Regions from separate parts of the Capsicum annuum genome. Here region 1 is linked to region 2. Evidence: chromatin contacts called from public Hi-C data. All regions are on one chromosome and are shown on one strand. Each heading gives the region's core, a stretch centred on a gene start, on an enhancer-like site or on the middle of the called end of the contact. The rest is flanking DNA. Distances are from core to core; before and after follow the strand shown. Region 1 holds the start of LOC107858871 (subtilisin-like serine-protease S). Region 2 has its middle 32 kb from the start of LOC107858870.

The links. Hi-C and Micro-C count contacts between places; a contact is called where the count stands out from the background.
Region 1: a Hi-C map of placenta shows a contact between it and region 2, with 4 times the contacts expected there. The contact joins the promoter of LOC107858871 here to the enhancer-like site in region 2. A contact is called at or near these places in 2 of 5 Hi-C or Micro-C datasets (leaf and placenta).

Annotation. Positions count from the first base shown.
Region 1 is chr2:104,304,807-104,311,969 of UCD10Xv1.1, forward strand. It overlaps LOC107858871 (subtilisin-like serine-protease S), which reads left to right and starts at 2,147. Exons shown (of 12, transcript XM_047406582.1): 1 at 2,147-2,164; 2 at 2,389-2,514; 3 at 2,642-2,739; 4 at 2,845-2,942; 5 at 3,088-3,246; 6 at 3,821-3,932; 7 at 4,021-4,549; 8 at 4,631-4,725; 9 at 4,820-5,062; 10 at 5,160-5,274; 11 at 5,466-5,652; 12 at 5,905-6,799. The coding sequence starts at 2,434. The coding sequence ends at 6,467. LOC107858872 reads right to left here. Exons shown (of 3, transcript XM_047406583.1): 3 at 7,061-7,163.
Region 2 is chr2:104,134,183-104,140,890 of UCD10Xv1.1, forward strand. No RefSeq gene overlaps it. Among protein-coding and RNA genes, the nearest start is that of LOC107858870, 32 kb to the left of the region's middle. Within about 2 kb of position 2,804, at least 1 of the 5 cell types and tissues checked has an H3K27ac peak or open chromatin away from gene starts, as enhancers often do.

The sequences.
Region 1 (7,163 bases), core at 897-3,396, 170 kb after region 2:
CATATAAATATGGGGTACTTTATTTACCAAAACTTGTACATAGTAAAAAGGATTATCTAGTAATTCATCTCTACTTCAATCTAAACATAACTTCCACACTTTCAACCCACTCGTCCTTATAATATTGTTCAACAAAAGTGAAAAAGGGTAAAGAACAACTCTTTTTTTTTTTATTCTTGTTCTTCCCAAGCAAGTTTTGATATGAAACTTGAACCACTAAATCGGGTAACATCCTCCCTTAGCTTGCTAGGAATTCTTTGATCATTTGGAGGGTATACTCTATCATGTCCATTAAAATCAAAGCCAGATCAGAGGTTTAAAAAAAGGGTCATATATAGCTTTTAATAAGTAAAACCTAAAATATGAACTCTATAGAATCTGAAGTTTTCAAATATTTTAAGTGCTTTATCTGGTAATTTGACCATTGACCAAATGTATCAATACTTCCCTTCCCGTGAATCGTGATATAAAGGTTCGTTGGGTTGTAGAAAAGAAAATAATACTGGTATTAGCTTTTACATAGTGATTTAACTTTTTGTTTGGCAGCTTTCGTAACTTATGTGTGATTAAAGATAAAATTATCCTTAAAATCACTCATAGTATACATAACTAAGGAATGTGCAAGGTATTTTTATAACTACCAATATATTTTTTAAAATATTATATCACGTATGCTATTTTTAATACATTAAACTAAATAGTGAATAAGAAATAATTCTTGTATAATTTTATCTCAATATTCCTAATACTCTATATTCAATACTATTTTTAATACAATCAAACAAGTTTTTCTTTTATTTTAATTTTTAATATTACTAGTTTAATTTTATAAATTAACTTGTGTATCGTTTTACCTCCGTGTACATATCAAAAAGGTTACTGCATCCATGTAAAAAATAACCCGTTCGCTTAAAGGTAACTACACATAATTGGCATAATTAATAATTAAACTGATTGCGTAAAAACATATTTTTATCCAAAATAATTCCCCTTTTGTTCCAACTTCCAAGTCAAATGGCACACTTTTCTTTTACTTTTGTCTCAAAAAGAATATTATTTTTTATAATTAAAATAATTTAATCATAAAAGTCATCTTTTAAATATTAAAAAAAGTAATTAGAATTTATACTAGAAAAATAGTCAAAAAATAACATTATAGATCACAAATTTCAAAATTTTTTATATCTTTTTTTTCTAAAAAATCTTTGTACCTCCTCCGTTTTAAAAAAAGATAACTTATTTTTTTTTAATTCATTTAAAAAAAGCATTATTTTTTTTTATATAAATACTTTAATTTCAACTTTTCATATAATATATTTAAAACCACAAGATTAAAAACATTCAGTACATTTGATATAATTTAATTTAGAACCACAAAATTAAAAAATATATATATATTTTCTTAAACTCCGAAACGAAGAGAATACTTAAATAGTGTTACTTGAATCGGAGGAATATATCAACCTCATGATGCGAAAGAAGCCATCGGGGGTCTATCAAAAATAGTCTCCCTACTTCTTTAGAGATAGCGGTATGGACTACATACATTCTACCTCCCCAAACCTAGTCCATTCTACCTCCCCAAACCTCACTTTATGGAAATACACTGAGTTTGTTGTTGTTGTCTTGACCATGCGAAAGAAGCCATGAAGAATTAACATTGGTTAATGGGCAAAATAATGAGTGGAAATTGGGGGATATCCTACTAGGAGCAGTAGCCACTAGTACTACTACTTTCTCCACATTCCTTGGTTCAGCATCTATTATTCTATACTATTATCACCTGTAATAATAGCGTTTCCACGGACACGTAGCACTTCTAATTATCCTCTTCATTTAATTTTACACCATCGTTATATCAAAAATAGATATTTCATTAATCAATCTACTTTAGCAATTCATTAACATTATTAATAAAATATATCGAATTAACAAGAGCAAGGGAATAATTACTAGAAACAAGAATGGAATAATGGTGTTTTCCTTTATAACGGTCTACTTACTGACTAACTGTTGCTGCGGTCTCTCCCTTACGTAGTGGAGTCCCTCGTGGTTGGTTCAGTTTAAAGCAAACTCACCACTATCTTCCCCTCTCTAGTCTTCACGTTTCCATTTTCTTTTTGATGCCTTGTATCAGTGCTACAAGATTTTTCACTATAATGGGGTGACGAATTTTTTTTATTTTTTTTTTGATACTGTTTTACGCTATACTAATTTTGTATAACAGAAAAATATACTTGTGTAGTACGACTACTACTACTACCACAGTATACCTGTGACACTGAATAATCAATCTCTCTCCCCCTTCTCTCTTTATTTCAAATCATTCTTTCTCTTTCTCTCTCTGTTTTGTCTTGCTATAAAATATCATCTTTTTCCTTCTTGCAGTTGATAACACATTCTTTTACTAGCCTCATACAACAAAAATAGGACATGGGTGTTTCAGAAAAGACTCTCTTTTTACTCTTTCTTTGTGTTTTTCTTGGACATATTAGTCTCTGCTTTTCTTCAAAGGTAATCTTGGCTCTATGGAAACATGGGTTTTTATTTGCTGTTATTAAGGATGTATATTTGAATGATGTTTTGAGAAAAGGTGAATAGTTGGTGAAGTTCTTGAGTTTTTGATTTTTTATTTGTTCAGTTATATGTGGTGTACATGGGAAGCAAAGATAATGATGAACACCCAGATGAAATTTTAAGGCAAAATCATCAAATGCTTACTGCTATTCATAGAGGAAAGTAAGTTTTTTCTTTTTTTTTTTTCTTTACTTTTGGCTATGAGTTTTTTGCCCTTTTTTCCTGGTTTTGTTTTTGGCAAAAAAACTTAAGTGGTAATCTTTGCAGCGTTGAACAAGCCAAGACTTCTCATGTATACAGTTATAGGCATGGTTTTAAAGGCTTTGCAGCCAAGTTGACTGAGGCACAGGCTTCTGAAATGTCCAGTAAGCCCTTCTCCGAACCCCGTGATGCATAGTGTGAGCTTTAGTGCATCGGGTTGCCCTTTTGTTTACCTACTTTGATGGTTTGCACTCAGTCCACTATTTGAGATTGATACGAAAATTTGTCTTTAATGTTGAAACGAAACAGAAATGCCTGGAGTGGTATCTGTATTTCCTAATACTAAGAGGAATCTGCATACAACTCATTCATGGGATTTCATGGGACTCAGTGATGATGAAACAATGGAAATCCCAGGTTTTTCCACCAAGAACCAAGTTAATGTAATCATTGGTTTCATTGATACAGGTGATTTCTCTTGTTCCACTAGCTCAAGTTATCTTAATTGCAGCAATCTTTTTCCCAGTTAGGTGAAAGATATGGTCGTTTAGTGATGGATGGCACAAACCAAGTCGTCACGTAAAAGGCTATTGTCTTTGTTACTTTTCTTAAGAAGAGTACAATAATATAACTTTGAGAAAGTGCTAAGTTTGTCATGTGGTTGAACTTTTGAACATGGGGAAAGTAGTTCCTTTAGTATTCTGATTCCTTTTCATCTACTGTTGTAGAAGTTTTATCACTTATCAATCAATTCTTGTTTCAATCATTTGGCAATGATGGGATATGTTTGCTTAGATTTTCTTTAGCCCAAGTTTATTCAATTTCTCAACTTCCCAGTTTCTTCTTTGCATTTGTTGAACTGCTTGATGTACTTTTTGGGAAGGGGCCCTATCCATTAGAGTGACATGTTTCAATACAAAGTCATCTCTCTGTCCACAACCTTATCAGTTTATCTTTAACCTGGTCCCCAGCTTCCTTGTTTCTGTTGTTTTTTGAACTAATTAGATCTTGAGGTTAAGCTCTTAAACATTTACTGAAACAGGAATTTGGCCTGAGTCTCCAAGTTTTAGTGACACCAACATGCCTCCAGTGCCAACTAGATGGAAAGGACAATGCCAATCAGGGGAAGTATTCAATACATCAACATGCAACAGGTTTCCTTTATTTGCCGATCATTTCTTTTAGTTTAATGTTTTGTTATATAGTGGATGATAAGTGCAATAAGAACTTCGTCTTTTATAGGAAAATAATTGGGGCTAGATATTATATGAGTGGCTATGCAGCTGAAGAAGATGATGGAAAGACAGTGTTATTTAAGTCTCCGAGGGATAGTACTGGTCATGGAAGTCATACAGCTTCAACTGCTGCAGGGCGTTACGTAGCTAATATGAATTACAAAGGTTTGGCATCTGGAGGAGCCAGAGGTGGTGCCCCAATGGCCAGGATAGCAGCGTACAAAACCTGTTGGAGTTCTGGTTGCTATGATGTTGATTTGTTGGCTGCATTTGATGATGCAATTAGAGATGGGGTTCATGTCATTTCTCTATCTTTGGGCCCTGATGCTCCCCAAGGAGATTATTTCAATGATGCTATTTCTGTGGGGTCATTTCATGCTGTTAGCCGTGGGATACTTGTGGTGGCCTCAGTTGGAAATGAAGGAACCTCTGGTTCAGCCACAAATCTAGCTCCCTGGATGATTACTGTTGCAGCCAGTTCAACTGACAGAGATTTTACATCTGATATTATACTAAGCAATAGAGTTCAAATCACGGTAATCCCACTTTTCGATAGTTTACATGTTAAGTAATATTCAATTTCTTTCTCTCCTCATTATGTTCTGGAAATTTTGAAGGGTGAAAGTCTTAGCTCATCTCAAATGAATACATCTGCAAGAATCATACCTGCTTCTGAAGCTTATGCTGGATACTTCACTCCTTATCAATCCAGGTGAAGCAGAGGTACTTCGCTGTTTGTTAAATGTAGATATCTATGCACTGACAATTATATTGAAGTACTTTTTCCTTCTTCTCTTTTCCACTAGTTATTGCTTAGATAGTTCTTTGAATCGAACTAAGGCCAAAGGGAAGGTCCTTGTGTGTCGACATGCTGGAAGCTCAAGTGAATCAAAGCTAGAGAAAAGCAATACAGTAAAAAAAGCTGGTGCAGTTGGGATGATCCTTATTGATGAAGCAGACAAGGGTGTGGCCATTCCTTTCACCATTCCAGCAGCAACTGTCGGGAAAAGGATTGGAAACAAGATTCTAGCTTACATTAATAATACACGGTTCACTTCCCTCTTAGTGGATTGATATTAGTTTTAGTATTCTTTGCTGTTATTAGCACTCATCTCATCCAATTTCCAATCTTTTTTGTATTAACAGCTTCCCTACGGCAAGGATTCTCTCTGCTAAAACTGTTTTGGGAGCTCAACCTGCTCCTCGCGTAACAGCATTTTCTTCCAGAGGTCCTAATTCTCTAACACCAGAAATTTTGAAGGTAATCTGTTTGCGTAAAATAGTATCAGATTTTAGAGACTTGTCTTTCAACTGCTACTTGTTTCAACATCGATCACACTTTTCTTTTATCATCTACACCAACAAAGTCGTAAGTTGCATCCTGAGATTTTCTTCCAGGGTCTTCCACGTGGTTGGATTAGTTCTTTTAACTTGGCATCTCTGTCTTTGTAGCCTGATATTGCTGCTCCTGGATTAAACATCCTGGCAGCATGGTCCCCAGCAGTTTCTAGGTTGAACTTCAACATTCTCTCTGGAACTTCCATGGCTTGCCCTCACATATCAGGAGTTGTTGCTTTATTAAAAGCTGTGCATCCGTCATGGTCTCCCTCTGCAATCAAATCAGCCATCATGACAACAGGTAAAATAGATGCTTTACATAATCTAATTAGTTGATCCATGCATTTAGGATCTGCCCATTTCATCTGCTTGCATTGGTTTAAAGGTTGATTTATAGGAAGTTATAAATGCAACTCTCGAGTCTGAGGTTTGCTATAAAGAAAGAAAAGGCTGAGGAGAAGATCAAGATTTGGTTTTGTTTGAGCTTTGTATCTTAAAAACTGTTTGTGTGCAACTTTTACATAATAATCTAATTTCATGAATGCTAATGCAGCCAAACTGTCAGATATGCATCACAAACCAATAATAGTAGATCCTGAAGGGAAGAAGGCTAATCCATTTGATTTTGGTTCTGGATTTGTTAACCCGACGAAAGTCCTGGATCCTGGTCTTATATATGATGCACAACCAGCAGATTACAGAGCATTTCTTTGTTCAATTGGTTATGACGAAAAATCTCTGCATCTAATTACAAGGGACAACAGCACGTGTGATCAAACCTTTGCATCACCAAATGAACTAAATTATCCCTCCATCACAGTACCAAATCTCAGAAGCAAATATTCAGTAACTCGAACTGTTACTAATGTGGGAAAACCAAGAAGCATTTATAAGGCAGTTATATTTGCACCAAGGGGTGTCAATGTAACTGTGGTTCCCAGAAGATTAACTTTCACTAGATATTACCAGAAGATGAATTTCACGGTGACTTTCAAAGTGGCTGCACCCACTCAGGGATATGTCTTCGGGTCCTTATCATGGAGGAACAAAAGAACATGGGTAACATCTCCACTTGTTGTCAGAGTGGCACATTCCACCATGGGAAAGATGGTATAGTTCAGCTGCAGTGCTATTTATTTGAGTTAAAAGGGAAGTAGCAGATACTGCACCCAGGAGCTGCTGAAAATGGTTGCAGTAGTTAAGGAATATGTGAAGTGACAAGTAAAGGTTATGCCGCAGGAGGGAAGATTCACTATCACTCTTGATATAATTGCATGAAGCCAACACAAAATTCTTAGTAGAATACATGTAATTAGTAGCTAAATACAAATAATTAGTAATTCTTTATTCCATTTGTCCCTAGTTTTGAGTTTTGGTTCTTGCAACCAAGTCAGTCAGCATACTCCAACTTTTCACAGCTACTTGAACACTACAAATTCTTTCTTTTACTTGTCTAGTGTACTGCATTATTGATTGGCATCTCTCCATGTATCTGCTTCTATCTCTGCTTGTAGTTCATTCTTTAATTAAATATCTTATCATGTTGGTATTATTAACCTATGAAACAAACATAAAGCAATTATCTTTCGACACTTTGGCAAGTACAAGTTTTGTGACTTTCAACTGATCCAACATGCAGTTTGAATAAAATCTAGCAAGGGAACTTGAAAAAGACTGAGGGGGGTTGGGAGGAAGTTTGGATTTGGTAATCGTGCAAAACAACTAATTGATTTTATATAATGCATCACTAGCATCTCCACTATCAAATAACACTTGATGCTAACAGAAGTTGGATTGTTGTACACAATTCTG
Region 2 (6,708 bases), core at 1,554-4,053:
TAGAAATTTTCGTGTTGGTATAGTGTTGAAATCATCAAAGTCTTCAGCTACAGTGATAACATGTAGTTGATCTTCATCAACTGACCTTTTCAACGTTCGAGCAACAGATATGAAAGCAGCAGATGTTGGATCAAATATCTCAAAATCTTTGGAAAAAAACAAATTTAAACTACGAACTTCTTCGCTTGTAAGTTGTAAATTCTTGTAAGAATACTGAAAAAATGAATTTCAAAATGAAATCTTTGCACGTCAATAAAATGACTTGAAACTGAAAATAATTAACACGTTATACAATTACCTTACTGAACAAGCCAGACATAAAAGATTCATACTTAGGTCTGGTACACTCCACAGACCAGTTGAGTATTCTTGGGATGATGTTTCTTCGTCACAAAACAATTTTTTTATCTATCCTAGAGAAACACTCAAACATCCAAACATTTAGAACATGTGGCATTCCACCCAACGAATATAACTGCTTTGCGACTCTGAAATCCTGCCACCAGGAGTTCATCAACTTTTCAAATGTAATCTTTTTTCATGGAAAGTGTTTGTACCGATTATCCTCGACCATATGAAAGTGAGATAAACTAATGGGTGCTTCGTGATGAAGAGAAAACAGAAATGTATTAACAAAGAATAATATCGCAAGGCTCAGAGCATCTTCAGAGTTATCGAAGTTTCTCATCTTCACATGTGTTATCAGTTTTGACCTAATTATTCCACCTTCAGTGTCAGGAAAATACTTCGACATCAAAGAGAATTTTGCCGATGAAGTATACATATACTCATCAATATCACCGGTCATCGGTGATAATGACAAATTCAAGCATCGTAAATTTCAGGATGTTCCCCTGCACCCACACATGAATCTCGTCCTTATTATCCTATTGGATTTGTAGCATAAGGAGATATTTTGAAATCTGGCCTATCTAGTTGGACTGAGACAAGTCGAGAAATATCCCAAAAAATTGTATTCTTAAATGCCCCTAAAACATCTTTTCCGAAAGACGTCTTTATGTCTTCACCAAAAGTATGGTTACATAAGCTACCGATATGCAATGGGTGATCCGGGACTTTGTAAATATGGTATTTCATGCCCTGAAAAAATAAAAAAAAAAGACCCTAATTACACAACAGTTACACATATATGAGGGGAACTTATACAGTTAAAAAATAAAATGCAGTAATGTATAATGTTAGACTACATATTTTCACCTTAAACATGTATGACAAATAAGCTTATCAGAATGTATAATGACACCTTATACAATATTAAGGCCTTCTAACTGTATAATACCACATAAAACATAAAATGTCTCTTATATGTAATAAGAACATCCAATGTATAACATATTGAATATATATATCAGAATACTAATATTATACATTTGTGTTCCAAAATAAGTGATGTATAATATCATACTACACATTTTCACCTTAAACATGTATGACATATGAGCTTGTTAGAATGTATAATGACACCTTATACAATATAAAGACTTTCTAACTGTATAATACCACATAAAACATAAAATGTCTCTTATATGTAATAAGAACTCCAATGTATAACATATTGAATATATATGTATATATGTATATATATATATATATATATATATATATATTAGAATAGTACTATTATACATTAGTGTTCCAAAATTAGTAATGTATAATGTCATACTACACATTTTCACCTTAAACATGTATGACATATAAGCTTTTCAGAATGTATAAACACCTTATACAATATAAAAACTTTCTACTCTATAATACCACATAAAACATAAAATGCCTCTTATATGTAATAAGAACTTTCAATGTATAACATATTCAATATATATATCAGAATAGTAATATTATACATTAGTCTTCCAAAATAAGTAATGTATAATTTAATCAATACCTTCGGAAGACGTGGTCGACCAGAATCATCAACCTTCTTCTTACTTGCCACTTTTGAACCTTACTTCTTCGATATAGAAATGACCACTTCCTTCAATTTCTTCATTATTGTCGGATCGTTCCGATGCTTTGAACGATTCTCTATGAAATTGGGTTCTTCGTAATCAAATGTACATGGAACAAAACCAACGAAAATATCTTGTTTTTGAGAATCTAACTGACTAAGTCCTAAACTAAAGTTAGGATGAGAATCCATTACCAATTTTACACTATATCGATTAAGCAAAAGAAACTACAAACCAATTAAATCAAAGATCTAACTTGTAGTATATGCAGAAAAATAAAAAAAAATCAAACTACGAAACTTGAATATGATTGCTAAATACGGTAATTTCATACAAACCAACATGCAACCAAAGAATAAACGAAAAAAAATTCTGAATTGGTAAAGTTGAAATAAAAAAAATAAAGTAAATCAGTAAACTCAATTAAAGCTTGAAAACTTACAACTTGGTAACCTCCAAGTATACGTTACTTGAAATTTGCCGTGAAAAAAAGGTTTCAAATATGGAGGAGAATACAGGTGTGTAATGGGAGCATATGGGAGCAAAATACGGAAGAAATTACCGTGTTTTAGATGTATAAGGTTTATGAGAGAGAAAGTAAAAAAAAAGAATTTATGTAATTTGTTTGGGATTTGTGTAAATACTTTACCAAATTGGAATTTAATGTAATAAGGTAACTTTAGTTTGTGTATATATGTAAATTTTAGATTAATAAAAAAGGTAAAATTTTTATGTAGTTTAGTAAAGATAAGTTGTGTGATATTATGTCCAAAATATAATGTTTGTTCTTGACATTGTAGTTTTCGTGTTGGGCTGGGCCTGAGTGAAAAGTTGACCCATCAGTAAATATCATTAGTCATGTACTCATGCTGAGCCCATCAATTCATTTACCCTACCAGTAATAAGTGCTACACAACATTTAATACAGCATTATTACTCTTTCAATTATGCAAGCAATATTGAAATAACGGTAATATATTAATCAATCAACTATCATGAAATAATCATTACACATTAGTGCCTAACCGAACAAAAGAAGTAGAGACTAACAAGAAGAAATAATGAGAGCAATCCTCCACTGTGAGCTCAAGGGAAAAACACTAATTAAGTAATTATAAATCTCCTCCACTAATTGCGTTATGGTTTTGTGATACTATAAAGTGTAAAGCTAACTTGTAGGTGAACATTCTTTACTCTTTAGTAACGGACACAAATGGAAGGCTAATAATATTCATATTAAAAGAACAACAAATCATGATATTAAATAAGGATGATTAAGAAAGGAACATAAGTGAAATGATGGGAAATGGACTCCAATTATAAGACCCCATTGGGGTTTCTTTGTGTAAATGATGCAGCTAGCATGACTTGGAGTATATATATATAGTCTTATTTATAATGGATTACATTTTGTCATTATAATTATAGTAATTATTACTTCATTCTTTATTTTTTACTTGTTCATTATATTAAAATAAATGTCGAATAATATTTGTTCATTTTTATTTTGAAAAATCTATAAATAATTTATTTATTTTTATACATTTTACCCCTACTATTAAATACGATCAATCATTCAATGCATTTCTTGACTTGTATTATATTCAAAAAATGATATAGTAAAATTACACTTAATTATTTATTTTGCTTCTTAACTTGTCTTCAAATCAGTAGTGAAAAAATATAGTTGGACGGATGAAATATATTGTTAGGAGTCGTTTGGTTTGGAAATAAGTTATGCTGGGATTAGTTATACTGTGATTAGTTGTCTTGAAATTAGATATTCCGATATTATCTTTTAGTGGTTGTTTGATTTGTGGTACTAAAAATAATATGTATTAAATTCTTTCTAAGAATAGATAGACTATTTACAAAAATATCCTTCATCTTATTTAGCTTAATTATTTTTATGAAAATTATATTGGTAGGAGAACTATGATCACATACATTGAAATAAAAGTTCTATCATATCATAGAAATAAATTTTACACAGACGTCAAACTTTGTATTTGTAAACTTATTTTTTTAATCTTATTGCTATTCTTTTTTTATTTTTATTTTTATTTTTATTTTTGTGACATTATATTAATTGTAAATATAGTTTGAACATATCTCAATATTTTTAATATTAATCAAATAATTTTTTTTTGTGAATTAAAAGAATAATTTTTTTTCTTAGAGTTTATGTTAGATTTTCTTTTTAATCTCAATCACATGCATGAACCAACACTATTTTTCTTTTAATTTTACTAGTAGTTTTGAAGGTTAAAGTCATTAATGATCCAAATCAAATTTTATATTATGTTGAATTAACTTCATCATTTTTTTCTTAATTCTTTTTCATTAATTTTTTCACAATTAAACTTATATTGATTAATCTATTTATTATATAAAAAAAATAATTCTGACATTCAAAGTAATTTAATAAATGTTTAACACTGTAGATTATTGTATGATTACATCAATAAAGTTAACTTATAAATAATGATAGAATTTAATTAAATAATTAAAAAACTTTATTCAACAATTTTTTTTTTTTTTAGATTTTCCTTCATATTAAATCATACAAACGAAATTAAAAAGTTACTATTTTTTTATAAAACAAAGTTTTTTTTTTCTCAAATACATGTTAAGAAATTTATGTTAGATACTTCTTAAACGTGCAGGAAACTTTAATATTTCATGTTAAATCACTTATTTTTTCATAAATTCTATAAAATGTTGATAATATCATTTTTTATTTAAAAAATTCATTATCAAAAAATATGAAAAAGAATTACTCTTATTTTTCATTATTTAGTATCATTAATATTTGTAGGGTTAAATTATATTTTTTTTTAAATTAAAATTTTAAATATTTTTAGCTACATATATATATAATTATTTAATAATTAAGCATGTACTAAGTTAGAAAGGGAATGCCACGATACTTTAATTATTTGCCCATTATAAATTTGTTAGGAAAAATAAAAATTTGAGGTAAGATTAACAAAAATTTCTGTGAAATAGAAAGACAATAAACTCTTGGTCTAATTTTAAATTTGAGTGTATAAATAGTTTTTATGGCGTCACTATTATTTTTTCACGACTCATCTCTTTTATAGAATTTAATAAACCCATATAATTGTTCAAATTTATCAAAATGGATGAAAATTTATAGAGTAATTAAAATATAAATTAAAGAAAAAATTGACAAAAAAATTTGATGTGAGAACTACCAAAATCTCACATTCGTTTATTTCAAATATGATGTAATATCCTACTCAGTACTTCCTTCTTCAAAATCTTTAATCATGTGTAGTAGTGATTTTATCAAAAGTAATTTTTCTCCCAAATGAATACTTTTTTTTTTTAAAATTTATTACCCCCTTCATCTCTTTCTCTTTAGTTTATGTATTTAGATATTTCTTCTTTAATCACACCCCGGGACACCACAACAGTCCTTAATCTCCTAGGACATTTTTAAATCCTTAGAAATTTATAGATTAATCCATCGTCATTGCTAAACACTGAGAGACTAACCATATACTAGGGATAAAGTAATACAATATTATAACATAATCACATCTGAAATATATATCAAAAACTGTCATGACCCGAGCCGAGGCCCTAGCCGCGACGGGTATCTCAAACCATCAAGGCCCGAGAGACCCCTTAGCATGTATCATAACCATAATCCATAGATAAATTAATGTGTGGAAGGATATAATAATATTCAATGGAAATTTATAATCCAAAATGTATCAACGCAATTATGATAATACAATACTCAACTCTCGTCTACGTAGCCTCTAATGAAAACTACTATCTAGATTGGAAAAAAGCTCCCGATTGGACCATATATTGAAAGACTCAACATATAAGTAAATACCTTCCGAAAGATGGATGACTCACCCATTTTTGCCATATCCCAAGTGTTATACTGATGTGGAGGACCCTGGGACTACCACTGTAATAGCCCGGGAGTACACCCTGGACGCCACACAGTGCTTACAGTCACAAGTGACCACAAGCTAACCCATGGCTAGTACCTGCTATGTGTACTGAATAACAACAACAAAATAACATGTGTAGAATATCTGAATACTCCATAAGGTTTTAAGTCCTAAAACATTTCTGAATCATAAATCTGTAAACAACTGCCGGAAAGCAACTGTCTGAAACTGATAAAACTAATGACAAACTGACTGACTGTCTGAAGTGCCCGAAAGCCTCTAAAACTGGATGAATAAGAGTTGATGGGACAAGCCCCAATTAACTACTAAACTGAAAGCATGAAAATAAATATAGTTGGTCCTTGAAATATAAGGACTCACCACGACTGATGCTGCTGATGTGCTGGGATGTCTAAGTACAGTCAGAAACCTAAGCGTTCGAACCTATGATATGAGACATCATAACGCAAGAAACAAGTATACGGTCAGTACTTTGAATGTACTGGTATGCTAAATGGGGTTAGGGTGATATGCATGGGTTCATGTACATGAATAATAATTGACTGAATAACAAGAGATAACTGAATAACTGATATGAATGTGTGAATGCTGTAAAATCTGAGAATGCATGACCAAGCATATAACATGATTCTAAAAATAGTCTGTAGACTGAAATACTGAAATATGATAACTGTATGTTATGGTCAATGCAAGCCTGAATTGAAGTATACTAAATACTGAACTGAGACTGTGGGAGCTATCATCTAATTGATATGCCCTAATGAGCTAATTGGAGTCCAACC